Linked DNA regions of Mus musculus: regions 2, 3 and 4 are each linked to region 1. Evidence: chromatin contacts called from public Hi-C, HiChIP or PLAC-seq and promoter capture Hi-C data. All regions are on one chromosome and are shown on one strand. The core of a region is the stretch at or near the end of the contact, and the rest is flanking DNA. Distances in the headings are between cores, read along the strand shown. Region 1 holds the start of Ypel3 (yippee like 3). Region 2 holds the start of Tbc1d10b (TBC1 domain family, member 10b). Region 3 holds the start of Lat (linker for activation of T cells). Region 4 holds the start of Spn (sialophorin).

The links. Promoter capture Hi-C pulls out the DNA fragments that hold promoters and counts their contacts. A called contact is a pair of places that touch in the nucleus more often than the background predicts. HiChIP or PLAC-seq counts read pairs in DNA pulled down with a chosen protein or histone mark.
Region 2: a contact with region 1 is called in a Hi-C map of B cells, with 21 read pairs. The contact joins the promoter of Tbc1d10b here to the promoter of Ypel3 in region 1. A contact is called at or near these places in 15 of 39 promoter capture datasets (the C10 cell line, the HPC-7 cell line, the SN4741 cell line and 9 more), 1 of 15 datasets of contacts at CTCF or cohesin (large pre-B cells), 5 of 484 Hi-C or Micro-C datasets (B cells, bone marrow-derived macrophages, embryonic stem cells and 2 more), 31 of 115 datasets of contacts at active chromatin or transcription factors (the 230-238 cell line, the HPC-7 cell line, the SCID.adh cell line and 19 more) and 5 of 9 other capture datasets (adipose tissue, embryonic stem cells, liver and 2 more).
Region 3: a promoter capture Hi-C map of pre-B cells shows a contact between it and region 1, with 2.5 times the contacts expected there. The contact joins the promoter of Lat here to the promoter of Ypel3 in region 1. A contact is called at or near these places in 3 of 39 promoter capture datasets (cranial neural crest, neural stem cells and pre-B cells), 2 of 115 datasets of contacts at active chromatin or transcription factors (double positive thymocytes and effector CD8 T cells) and 1 of 9 other capture datasets (adipose tissue).
Region 4: a contact with region 1 is called in an H3K27ac HiChIP or PLAC-seq map of double positive thymocytes, with 5 times the contacts expected there. The contact joins the promoter of Spn here to the promoter of Ypel3 in region 1. A contact is called at or near these places in 11 of 39 promoter capture datasets (the 3T3-L1 cell line, the C10 cell line, the HPC-7 cell line and 7 more), 16 of 115 datasets of contacts at active chromatin or transcription factors (T-cell acute lymphoblastic leukemia, craniofacial prominence, double positive thymocytes and 10 more) and 5 of 9 other capture datasets (adipose tissue, embryonic stem cells, liver and 2 more).

What each region holds. Positions count from the first base shown.
Region 1 is chr7:126,775,388-126,778,358 of GRCm38.p6, reverse strand. It overlaps Ypel3 (yippee like 3), which reads right to left and starts at 1,396. Exons shown (of 5, transcript NM_025347.3): 1 at 1,256-1,396; 2 at 406-588; 3 at 262-305; 4 at 1-53. The coding sequence starts at 522. It overlaps Gdpd3 (glycerophosphodiester phosphodiesterase domain containing 3), which reads right to left. Exons shown (of 10, transcript NM_024228.2): 10 at 2,714-2,905. The coding sequence ends at 2,732.
Region 2 is chr7:127,206,865-127,209,835 of GRCm38.p6, reverse strand. It overlaps Tbc1d10b (TBC1 domain family, member 10b), which reads left to right and starts at 1,368. Exons shown (of 9, transcript NM_144522.5): 1 at 1,368-2,386. The coding sequence starts at 1,473. It also overlaps a transcript of Mylpf not described here.
Region 3 is chr7:126,368,136-126,371,106 of GRCm38.p6, reverse strand. It overlaps Lat (linker for activation of T cells), which reads left to right and starts at 1,539. Exons shown (of 12, transcript NM_010689.3): 1 at 1,539-1,959; 2 at 2,138-2,165; 3 at 2,271-2,305; 4 at 2,525-2,612; 5 at 2,744-2,808; 6 at 2,892-2,921. The coding sequence starts at 1,857. It overlaps Spns1 (spinster homolog 1), which reads left to right. Exons shown (of 12, transcript NM_023712.3): 11 at 201-372; 12 at 694-1,047. The coding sequence ends at 788.
Region 4 is chr7:127,136,257-127,139,227 of GRCm38.p6, reverse strand. It overlaps Spn (sialophorin), which reads left to right and starts at 1,405. Exons shown (of 2, transcript NM_009259.5): 1 at 1,405-1,481; 2 at 1,861-2,971. The coding sequence starts at 1,895.

The DNA of each region.
Region 1 (2,971 bases), core at 147-2,646:
GAAGACCTGTCAGCAGCACCCGCTCTTCTGCTGGCCCGCAGCCCACATTCACTCTGTGGGGACAAAGGGTAGTCCCAGGGAGGGTCTCAGCAGCCCAGAGCCACCCTCTAGCTAGTATGTTAAGTGTCTGGTCTTAGCCTCTAAGAGGAGCCTGATCATGGCTTCCTGTCAGAAACAAGGGACTCTGGGAATATCAGCATACCAGGGAGTCACAGGTCACAACAGAGGTCAGGAAAAGAAAGGAAGGAGATGAATACTCACACAGAGTTGAAGAGGTAGGCACGTCCCTGACTGCCCTGGAAGGACTGGAGGGTAGTGGGGAGACGAGAGGAGGGGGTTAGGGCTATTGGTGGGGAGTTGCCAGGCAGCCCATTGCCATTCTAGACTAAAATGTGACCTGCTTACCTTGGAGATGAGGTCGTCGTGGTTGGCCAGGTGAGCACGGCAGTGGGCACAGCTATACCTCCGGTGACAGTCATCCAAGTAGGCCTGAAACGTCTTGGGCTTTGAAATCCGCACCATGGCGGGGGCCAAGGGCAGTGGCCCCACGCGGGGAGCGGCCCACGGGGAGCAGAGGGAGCCCAGTGCCTGCCAGGAAGGAGAGGTGGACGATCAGGACTAAGGCCACACACATGTAGACAAGCCCAGAACTATGGGGACTCTGTCACACTTGGCTGCTCTCTCCTTTCCCTAGAGCCAGCAGTCTCACCAGGGACCAGAGTCATCTCAGTTTTGACTCACTGAGGAGGCCTCAGGTTGCATCAGCGGGTAAACTGAGGCTAGGAGGAGCTCTAGGTGAGTCACCCACCAGCTTCTGGCCTCACCCCTGCTGAGCTGGCATCTGAACTGGCATCTGAAACGTGAAGAAGGGGCTTCAGAGTGGATGGGCTGCCAGTTTTCAGTTTTGAGGAATGGGGGGGGGGGGCAGAAACTGACTGGTCCTTGGGACCCTAGTTGGACTAGTGATAGGGCAAATGTGGGGTATATGGAGTTCGCTTGGGGAAAGGGTCTCTCACCTGGAGGAGGCAGGCCTCCCCAAAGGAAGAGGGTCCCCTAGAGAGAGGAGGGGTTTTTACCTGCAGGCGCTGAGCCTCATCTCCGCCGAGGGGAATCTTACCTGCATCGCCAAGCCTTACCTGAGACCCCGGGGCTCACCTGGGGCGAGGGGATGGGGGCGTGCGCGGGGGAAGGGGCAGTCCTCGCTTGCGGGGCGGGGGCGCGGGGCAACGCGCAGAGACGTCGGTCCAGGCCTCACCTCGCCTGGGCGCGTGGAGGGCCCGGTCCGCGGGGTGGCCTGGCCTGGGAGTGGGGGGCGCTCCTGATGGGCGCCGTCCCCCCCGGCCCGGTTCACAGCCGCCTCGACTTGTTTACACCGAGACCAGCTGCTGCCGCGGCTGCGGCGGGAGGGGGAGGGGGCCGGCCTCCTGTCCCGGCGGCCTTCGTGGCCAATCGGAGCGCCTCATGCAAATGAGGGGGCGCGTCATACGGCGGCCAGCGCAGGCTGGGCTGCCCTTCCCCCTGCTCCGGGCTCCCGCTAGCCGTCTCGCCCGGAAATGCGGCTACGACTTGCAGCCTAACCCAGAGGCTAACCCGGGCGTGATTGCACCTCTGCTGCTCTGCTATCTCGGGTGCTCAGAGACAAGGATCCTAACCCGGCATGGGGCTAATAAGAGCGTGTTATCTGTATGCAAACCCCTGGGAAATAGTCGTAATTGTCTTCGTTTATCCACAGACCACTGTCTCCATTTGACCAGTTTCCTGAGGCTTGGAGAAGAGATCCTCTCCAGAGATTATCCAGATGGTAAGAGTCAAAGTTGGAATTCACACTTTTCCCAAGCACGTGGAACAGATTGTTAGAAGGGAACTAAAGGTGTCCTTCTATTAGACTCCCAGGAACCAACGCTTTAAAAATCTCTACTGCTGAGCATCATCTGCTCCAGGCATTCTCTGGTATGCCTGACCTCGAGGTTTCTGTAGGTCTGACCCCAGTGAAAATGTCTGTTTAATCGTGTGTCTGGTATACTTAGACTTGTGTTCACTGCAGAGTCCCAGGAACCAGGCAGGCTTGAAAAGTGCTGCACTGGGAATATTTATTAAATGAACTCCAATGTTGGAGATCAGAAAGTGGACAGCAGGTACTGTGGGAGAGCCTGCGAGCTAATCCATGCCTGCCTGCTGCAGTACAGCTCAGCACATAAGGTGCCCAACATCAGTAACATGAGGAAATTCCGTCCCTTGCATATGCCTGGGTCTCTTAATGGTTTCAGGACAACCACTCATCTCTGAATCTCTAGAGTCTAGGTCCAGGACGCTTGGGCTAGCATGCTTTAGAGTGGAGGCCAAGCTGGCACAGGGTGTGGTGCCACTCTGCTGGGTCTGGAATGTAGTGGAACAAGTGGGCCAGCCTACTGACACCCCCAGGCTTTTATTTGCAGGGGTGTCAGTGGGCAGAGTCTCACTTTGTAGCCCTGGCATTATAACTCACAGAAATCCACCTGCCTCTGCCTTCCAAGTACTGAGGTTAAAGCCTAGGCCTAGCTCACCACAGGCTTTCTTGATCTCTCCTAAGATGCTATGTGCACTTGCTTGCAGTAAACTCTGAGCTGCATTCATGGTATGCAAGCCTTCTACCACCAACTTCCATCCCCAGCCGCTAATGCCATCTTTTTAGCCTCCCGAATCGACCCTCCAACCCCTTGTTCCATGAACTATGTTACTGACAAGAAAATATTTATTTTTTAAGAGAAAGACAGGACAGGGCCTCAGGCTGAGGAGGCTGGGTCTCTTCTTCCTGCTTGTCCAGGTAGTGTCTCAGGGCTGTGGGGTAATCGGTCATGACGCCATTGGCTCCCAAGCTGAAGGCCACTTCAAAATCCGATTCTTCATTAAGGCACCAAAATAGCACCTGAACAGAGGAAGAAAACAAGTTAGTTTCCAAACACCAACCCCAAGCTTCCTTTCGCGTCCAGGA
Region 2 (2,971 bases), core at 119-2,618, 430 kb before region 1:
AGTACTAAGAGAAGTGGATAACAATACGGCTTGGTTCTTGAATCCTTCAAAGAGGAGGGTTCATGGTATTGAGGATTCATGGATTTGGGTTCTGAGATGGGACCTCCACCCACAAGCCGGGAGAGTGAAGTAGTGCTCAGAGGATATGGGTTTCAGAAATTGCAGTGTTTGCGGCGGCGGGGTGGAGGTGGGGGGGGGGGGAGAAGCTGAGTTTGTACATGAGAACTTAGAGAAACCTGGTCTGAGTTCCTGCCTGAAATAGGGAATTGAGAGATGAGTCTTTCAGAGGACTGACTATAGTCTAACTAGACACATCGAGGTAGAGAGTACTGATGAGGGCACTGGGTTTGTGGTGCAGCTCAGGAGTTGAATGAACAGGGGCTCTTTTGGAAACCCAAGAAGGCCAGCGCGGCACTCTTATTGGCTAGGAGCCGCACCGATGCTCCAGGCTCTTCTCAGTGATGTCCCCAGTTGTCACCTCCTCTCGCGCTTGTCTCTGGTTGTCACTGACTATTCTTGCTCTGGCACCGCCTGCTGGCAGCATCCCTGGCCCTAGAAGCAGAGAATGTTATCTATTTCTACTCTTATGCAAAGTGGAGAAGGACAGTCATTGGCTAACAAGTTAATCACAAGTTAAGCCCGCCTCTCCCTGGTTGTCATTCCTTCCTGATCATCTCAGGAAGTCTAAGAATTTTTCGGCTCTTTCTATTGACTGCTGATGCTGTCATCACAGGAATAGACGTGACCGTCAGTCAATTTGACTGCCTAGCCCCCCTTTTTAATTTGGTTCCCTTTTCACCATTTCCATTGGCTAACAAGTTCCTAGTCCCTGCCTCTTACTGCCCAACACCAGCCTCATTCCCCGCCCTTCTGCGGTCACTCACTCTCTTCAGTTGTGTTTATTGGCCTGGATGCTCAGGATCTCTCTTTTCTATTGCTTGTTTTCTTCGTCCTGCCTCTGCCTTCTTCACTTCCTCTTTCTCGAGTACCCACCCTCTTCCCGCCTCTAACCCCACCCACCCTTCCATCGATTGGCAGGAACTCAGTTTTCTCTCTCCTATTATCCGTCCTGGTCTTATAGAGGGGGCGGGAGATTAAAAAAAAAAAAAAAAAAAAAAAAAGGAGGGGTGCGGGAGGGCCTTTCCTCGCGCAGGCGTAGTTCGCCGGGACAGTGGCTGCTCCTCCGCGTCTGCGCAGGCGCGACGTCGGCAGCCGGCCCCTCGCTGGGAGGGGGCGGCGCGAGCGCGCGAGTAGGGTGAGAGGCCGGGAGACCCCGGCGCGAGCGCCGTCGACCCTTGCCCCGCCTGCGCGCGCCGCCCGCCGCCTGCCGCCGGGTCCCGCCCCGCCCCCGGCGCGCGCCGAGCCGCGCCCTTCGCCCTCTCTGCAGCCCCGGCGGGCTGCTCCGGGCGGCCTGAGGGGCGGCGCCTTCTGCGGCCTCCCCGGCGGGGGGATGTGAGGGGCCGCCCGCAGCTATGGAGACGGGTCCGGCGCCCCTTGTGGCCCCGCCGCGCCGCCACGGCGCCCCCGCTGCCCCTTCGCCCCCGCCCCGGGGCTCCCGGGCCGGATCGCACTTAGTGGTGGAACCGGGACCGCCAGTGACTACAGCCACTTCGGCCCCAGTCGAATTGGTGGCCCCCGGGGAGGCTCGGCCCGCCTGCGTCCCAGGATCATCACAGACCTCGGCCTCTACACCCACGACAGCTACGAGCAGCACGGTAGTGATGCTGACCCTGGAGGCCTCACCCGAAGCCGCGAAGACGCAAGAGTTCCCCGCACCAGCGGCAGAAACAGGAGCCGAGACGTCGGTGGCTTTGGCTTTGGGGACAGACACTCAAAAGACGGAAGAGGTTCGAGCCTCTCCTGTCCCAGGACCAGGGACCCCCACTCGGACACCTTCCAGAATGGCGCCTGGAGCCCTGACTGCCAAACCCCCGCTTGCCCCCAAGCCGGGGACCACAGTGGCTTCAGGAGTGACTGCACGGGGTGGAGTAGGACAGGTGGCAGGTGGGCATGAAGCTGCGACCTCAGCATCAGCAGGGTCGGTGCCTGAGGACCCCTCAGGGCCTGTCACAGGCCCTCCCGGGACATGCGAGGCTCCGGCTCCGACTCCGGTGGCTGTGGTGACAGTGACCCCAGCTCCGGAGCCTGTTGAAAACTTTCAAGACCTGGGCTCCACGTCCAGTCTAGGACCTGGCATCTCGGGGCCTCGGGGTCAGGCCCCAGACACCCTGAGCTACTTGGACTCCGTGAGCCTCATGTCAGGGACCTTGGAGTCCTTGCCGGATGATGTGAGCTCCATGGGTTCAGACTCGGAGATAAATGGGATGGCCCTGCGCAAGACGGACAAGTATGGTTTCCTTGGGGGCAGCCAGTACTCAGGCAGCCTGTGAGTACACAGTGGGCACCCCGTGGGGGCTGCCTGGGGACGCGTAGGGGGAGGGGAGGGGCGGGGAGGGGATGCACCTGGCCAGCCCTGGCCCAGGGAGTCATTAGCAGGAGCTGCAGTGCCCAGAGCATCCTGGGGTTTCTATGACTTCAGAGCTGAGGACCAGGGATCAAGGCAGTCGTCTCGATTTAAGCCTAGACCTTGCCTAGGCCCGTGTCCTTGAGCTAGTGGTGTCCCTGTTTCTATGCCTCAGTTTCCTCTATGAAGAGAGGGATTGAATGAGCTGATACCTACTAAGCAGCTAAGATGCCAGCTGCTTGGTATGAAACTATTAACTAAAAAGGCCAGACATTCTGGAAAGTTGGTTGGGCGAGGATTCTGGCAGAAATCTTAGATCTCTGAGGGCAAGAGGGATGCCTTCAGAGTAGCAGTGGGTGTGGGGGGGTATCTGTAGGCAGAATAGTGGGGTGAGAAAGTCTGCTTGATGGAGGAGAGACCCTGAAGGCAGGGCTTTTGTGAGAGGGCAGTTTTGTATTTTCATTGAAGGGAAAGGGTGGGGGAGGCCTCTTCCCCATTTCCTCATCT
Region 3 (2,971 bases), core at 290-2,789, 410 kb after region 1:
AGTCTGGCCAAGATTAGGCAATAGATGCCTATGGCGCATCTCCCCTTTGGTCCTCTGGTGTATAGGAAGGAAGCCATAGGAAGGTTTTGCCCGTTAGGCTGTGGGTCTCACCCTATGACCCAAATATTCCCCTTCCCAGCCTCTGTTTTCTTGGTCAGTGCTCTGCACCCCCCAGGTCTCTGACTCTTTTCTCCCTGCAGATCTCTGACCGCCTCCGACGGAGCTGGCCCCCTTCCTTCCTGTCCGAGTTCCGGGCTCTGCAGTTCTCGCTCATGCTCTGTGCTTTCGTTGGGGCACTGGGTGGTGCGGCCTTCCTGGGCACCGCCATGTTCATTGAAGATGACCGCCGGCGGGCTCAACTCCACGTGCAGGGTGAGTGAGGGTCACTGTAGGTCCACCTTCACAGTACCACCTGCCTGTCTGTCTGTCTCCGCGTATGTACTCTACAGTTCTCCCTCCACTCAGACTAGCCCATCCATTCATGCCACCAGCTGGGGGCAAGAGTCCCAGCATCCCAGGCTCATCCAGCTTAGCTTTGGGTCTGTCTGGAAGTGGATTGGGCTCTGTCTGTGTGCAGTTCTGAGGGCTCTCCATGCTGCCTCATCTGGGCCCCTCTGCCTGTGTCCCCTTGCTGCCTGTGTCCCCTTGCTGGCTCTTATCTTACTGGCCTTGGCTCTGACCCCTTTCTCGCAGGTCTGTTGCATGAGTCTGGGCCCTCAGATGACCGGATTGTAGTACCTCAGCGAGGCCGTTCTACCCGAGTCCCCGTGTCCAGCGTGCTCATCTGAGGAGCCGGTGCTTACCCGGCCACTGATGCATCGCAGCTGGGCCTTGGGCCCACCCAAGACGGTTCCCAGGCAGAAGCCCTCACCAGGCCCAGGTCCAAGAAGGAAGCCCTGGGATATCTCCCAGCTCCCAGACACTACATGGGCAGCCCAGGGAAGAGATGGGAGTCCAGAAACGGGGAAGGGGTGTCCTCTCTACTAGGACAGCCCAAGGGGTTTGGTGCTATTTGTAATGGAATAAAATTTGTAATCAGACTCCTGACTGACTGCTTGTCTCTCTGTGGGTGCCACTGGCCTCAGGGAATATCCATAGTCCCAGGACTTAGCAGGGGCTGTCAGGTCACCCTGTGGGTAAGTCCCTGTCTTCTGAGCTTGGTAATCTAGAAGGAGGGCTGCTCTTTTCTGAGTGAGCTGGTTCAGTATGACTGTGACTCACCGTGGTCCCCTGGAAGTCGCTCTCCCAGTAGTTAAGCCTGGGAGCTGGGGGCCTGTGGTGCCCTCAGTGCCCTCGGTCCACACAGGCCTTGGCAGAGCCTCCTTGCAGTTCTCCCACCCGGGCATGGGGAGGGTACCGCGGGCCTGGTTGGCACGTGTCTCCTTTCCTAGTGGACGGGCTGCCTCATCCTGCAGCCTTAGACCCTTCCTCCACACAGTCCCTCTGCCTCCTCCCCCTTCCCACAACTGGGTGGGGGTGAGTGGGCAGGGGGCAGGCTCAGCCTGCTGAGCAGCCTGATGATTTCCTGCCCTCACCACAGCTTCCTGTCGCACGCGGTGGTGAGCAGGAGAGGCAGGCGGGGAGCAAGAAAGGGGCAGGTACAGCTGGGCACGGGGATCGTGCAGCTGGTAGCTGGGGCACGGGCCCCAGCTCTGGCTCTGGGGCGAGCACCTTTCCAGAGCCAACACTGCTCTCAACTCAGTCCAGCAAGAGAGGGGAGCCATCCAGCCCCGAAAGGATACGGCTGCCTACTGCCGGGCGGATCCCAGGCTGGAGCCCGCTTGGTCCCATACCCCTGCTGCCACTCTGTCTCGAGGGGCTGCAGTGCAGCAGGGCCTGTGGCAGGTGCTCTGCAGATGGAAGCAGACGCCTTGAGCCCGGTGGGGCTGGGCCTCCTGCTGCTGCCCTTCTTGGTCACGCTCCTGGCTGCCCTGTGCGTGCGCTGCCGTGAGTTGCCAGGTAAGTGGGAAGCTTTGCGGAACTGGATGATGGGTGGGCGCTCCATTGGATCCTCATACCCTCCCCAGCCCCTGCACTCTCCACTGTCCCTACCTGGGCCCTGATTGATGGTGGGGGGCCTGAGTTTCTTTGTCCCTGGTGCACCCCGATCCTGACTTGTTGGATTTCTTTCCTCCAGTCTCCTATGACAGCACTTCCACAGAGAGGTGAGTGGGAAGCCCGTGTCCCTGTGTGTCTTCCCTTGGTTCCACTCAAGGGTTTGGGGCTGGGGCCCTCTTGGCCCTGTACCCAAGCTGTCTCTTTCCTGCCAGTTTGTACCCAAGAAGCATCCTCATCAAGCCACCTCGTGAGTTCAGTGTCTCTGGCCCTCCTCGAGGGTTTTTAAGAGTGTGCGTTTGTCCTTGTTCACCTTTAGCTGTCTGAAGGGCTGTTCCCTGGCTTGGGATGGGGAAAGTGGGAGCCCCCATGTCTGTCTAGGGCATGTTATTTTGGGGTCCATTTGTCCTTCGAGGCCTTGATGGGGGGTGTCTGGAGCCATCCCTCAAGCTTCATTCTGTGTCCTCAGAAATAACCGTCCCCCGAACACCTGCTGTTTCCTACCCTCTAGTCACTTCCTTCCCACCCCTGAGGCAGCCAGACCTGCTCCCCATCCCGTGAGTATCCCCCAACTCCGTCCCTTGGGTCTACTGTGCCTCTCCACCTTCTAGGTTGGGGAGGCGCTTTTTCCTGGTTGTCTTGCTCCCAGAGTCCTACCTAGACGTAATCTCTGACCTTTGGCTTCCAGGAGATCCCCACAGCCCCTTGGGGGTTCCCATCGGATGCCATCTTCCCAGCAGAATTCAGATGATGGTAAGGGTGTAGGGCACAGGAGGGCTTTGGGGAGGATGTACAACCTGAGCTGATCCAGTCTTCTTCTCCCTCTCTCTTTGAAGCCAACAGTGTGGCAAGCTACGAGAACCAGGGTGGGTCTGGGGTCTGGGGTAGTGGGTGGGGTGGGGAGGCTGGACCTGTC
Region 4 (2,971 bases), core at 156-2,655, 360 kb before region 1:
CATAGATCTCCTTACTTGGGGCTTGGGGATGGCTCCGTGCGGCTCTGTGAGGTTCCATGCGGCTCGGTGTAGAGCACTTACTCAAGCAGCACTGAGGCCCTGGGATAAATCTGCATAAAACACCCCACTCAGCTAAAGACTTTTTGTTACTTTCTTTCTTAAAGATTTATTTTATTTATATGAGTACACGGTAGCAGTTTTCACACACACCCAGAAGAGGGCATCAGATCCCATTACAGATGGTTGTGAGTCACCATGTGGTTGCTGGGAATTGAACTCAGAACCTCTAGAGGAACAGTCAGTGCTCTTAACCACTGAGCCATCTCTCCAGCCCATGGTTAATTTTTTAATATAGGTCTTTCTAGAAGTTTTCTTTTCTTTTTTTTTTAATATTTATTTATTTATTGTATGTAAGTACACTGTAGCTGTCTTCAGACACTCCAGAAGAGGGCATCAGATTTCGTTAGGGATGGTTGTGAGTCACCATGTGGTTGCTGGGATTTGAACTCGGGACCTTCGGAAGAGCAGTCGGCGCTCTTAACCACTGAGCCACCATCTCACCAGCCCTAGAAGTTTTCTTTTTTAAATAAATCTATTATTATTATTATTATTATTATTATTATTATTATTATGAACAACTCTGTAGACCAGGCTGGCCTCGAACTCACAGAGATCCACATACCTCTGCTTCCTGAGTCCTGGGATTAAAGGTGTGCTCCACCACACCTGGCCGTTAAGTAAATCTTAATTTATTTTCATATTTGTATATGAGTACCTGTCTGTACCTATGTGGGTTGGTGCCCTTGGAGGCCAGAAGAGGACGTTGGATCCTCTGGATTATGGGGTGGTCGTGAGCCACCAAGCTGGAACTGAACAGGTCTCCTTCAAGGGCTCCAAACCTTTCAGCCATCGCTCTAGCTCTCCTAGTTCTCTAAGACCATAGCATGTGCAATGTTAGTACTAGCTTAAACTGGGGGCCACAGGAGTGACCTCAATTCCCTGTGGCTCTGGCAGGGTTCAGCAGCCCTAAAAACCTTTCAGGACCACGAGCAGAGTTGAGAGGTTTTCCCCGGCCCTGCAGCTTTCTTGGAGCTCTTCGGCAGGAAGTGCACCCACAGTCTCAGGGTCTCAGGTTCTGGCCAAACAGCTTGAGGAGCAAGGGAGGGAAAGGAAACGGTTCTCCCCTCCATATCTTCCACTCCACCCCTACTCCCCATCACTCATCTCTGACACTTGGACTCCAGTGAAAACCTAAGAATTCCCGTCTGGACCCCGAGCATCCTTTCATGCCTCCACTGAACCCTTGGGTCCCCACAAGCAACTATGGGAGTAGGAATGGGTGGGGCAGGATGCAGGGGTGGAGTGGGTGGAGCCAAGACCCACTTCCTTTCCCCCTGGGGCTCAGTCTGCCCCAGTCCTGACCAAGCCTCAGGAAGAACTGGAGGTACTTGCCCTGGCCCTGTGCCTTAACCATTAATCTGGTAAGAGGGTATGATCTTGCTGGGTACGGGGGTGGGGATGCTCAGAGGATGAAGGAATGTACCTATAGTTTGAAAAGATGAATAGGGTGAGGGGGTAAGGGAGTCCAGAGCCACGGGCTGGAACAATGAATGAAGGCCAGGGGGACATGGCTGCTCTGGAGTCTGAGCTGCCAAGGCCAGGGTGGGAGTCACTGGCGCCATCTGTTCCCCTGTTGTCTCTGATAATAGTGAAAGCAAGAATGGAAAAACAAAACAAAACAAAAAAAAAACGTTAAACCACAAGATGGGCTTGGCAGTTGGCAGGGAAGTGGGCAGAAGGAGTGGGGCTGGCCAAGTTTCCCTCCCCAACCGCGTTCTTCTGTAACTTCCCTACATTCAGGTCCCAACTCCTGCTCCTGCCTGTCCCTCTGGAGATGGCCTTGCACCTTCTCCTCCTCTTTGGGGCATGCTGGGTCCAGGTGGCGAGCCCAGACAGTCTGCAGAGGACGACGATGCTACCATCTACCCCACATATCACAGCTCCAAGTACCTCTGAAGCCCAGAATGCCAGCCCATCAGTTTCTGTGGGGTCAGGGACAGTGGACTCGAAGGAGACCATCAGCCCCTGGGGGCAGACCACAATCCCAGTTTCTTTGACCCCCTTGGAAACTACTGAATTGTCTTCTTTGGAGACTTCTGCTGGTGCCAGCATGAGCACCCCTGTACCTGAGCCTACTGCCTCTCAGGAAGTTTCCAGCAAGACATCAGCACTGCTTCCAGAACCATCAAATGTAGCCAGTGACCCTCCTGTCACTGCAGCCAATCCTGTGACAGACGGACCTGCAGCCAATCCTGTGACAGACGGAACTGCAGCATCTACATCTATCTCTAAAGGAACCAGTGCACCCCCCACCACTGTGACAACAAGCTCTAACGAGACCAGTGGACCCTCTGTGGCTACAACAGTAAGCTCCAAGACCAGTGGTCCCCCTGTCACCACAGCTACTGGGTCTCTGGGGCCCTCGAGTGAGATGCATGGACTCCCTGCTACCACAGCAACCAGTTCTGTGGAGAGTTCCAGTGTGGCCCGTGGCACCTCAGTTTCCAGCAGAAAAACATCCACGACGTCTACCCAAGATCCCATAACCACCAGGTCACCAAGCCAAGAATCAAGTGGCATGTTACTGGTGCCCATGCTTATTGCCTTGGTGGTGGTTTTGGCCCTCGTGGCGCTACTGCTGTTGTGGCGCCAGAGGCAAAAGCGGAGGACTGGGGCCCTGACCCTGAGCGGAGGAGGAAAACGAAATGGGGTGGTGGATGCCTGGGCTGGGCCAGCCCGGGTTCCTGATGAAGAGGCCACAACCACATCAGGGGCAGGGGGCAACAAGGGCTCTGAGGTACTGGAGACAGAAGGCTCCGGGCAGAGACCCACGCTCACTACGTTCTTCAGCAGACGGAAGTCTCGCCAGGGCTCTTTAGTACTAGAAGAGCTGAAGCCTGGGTCGGGTCCC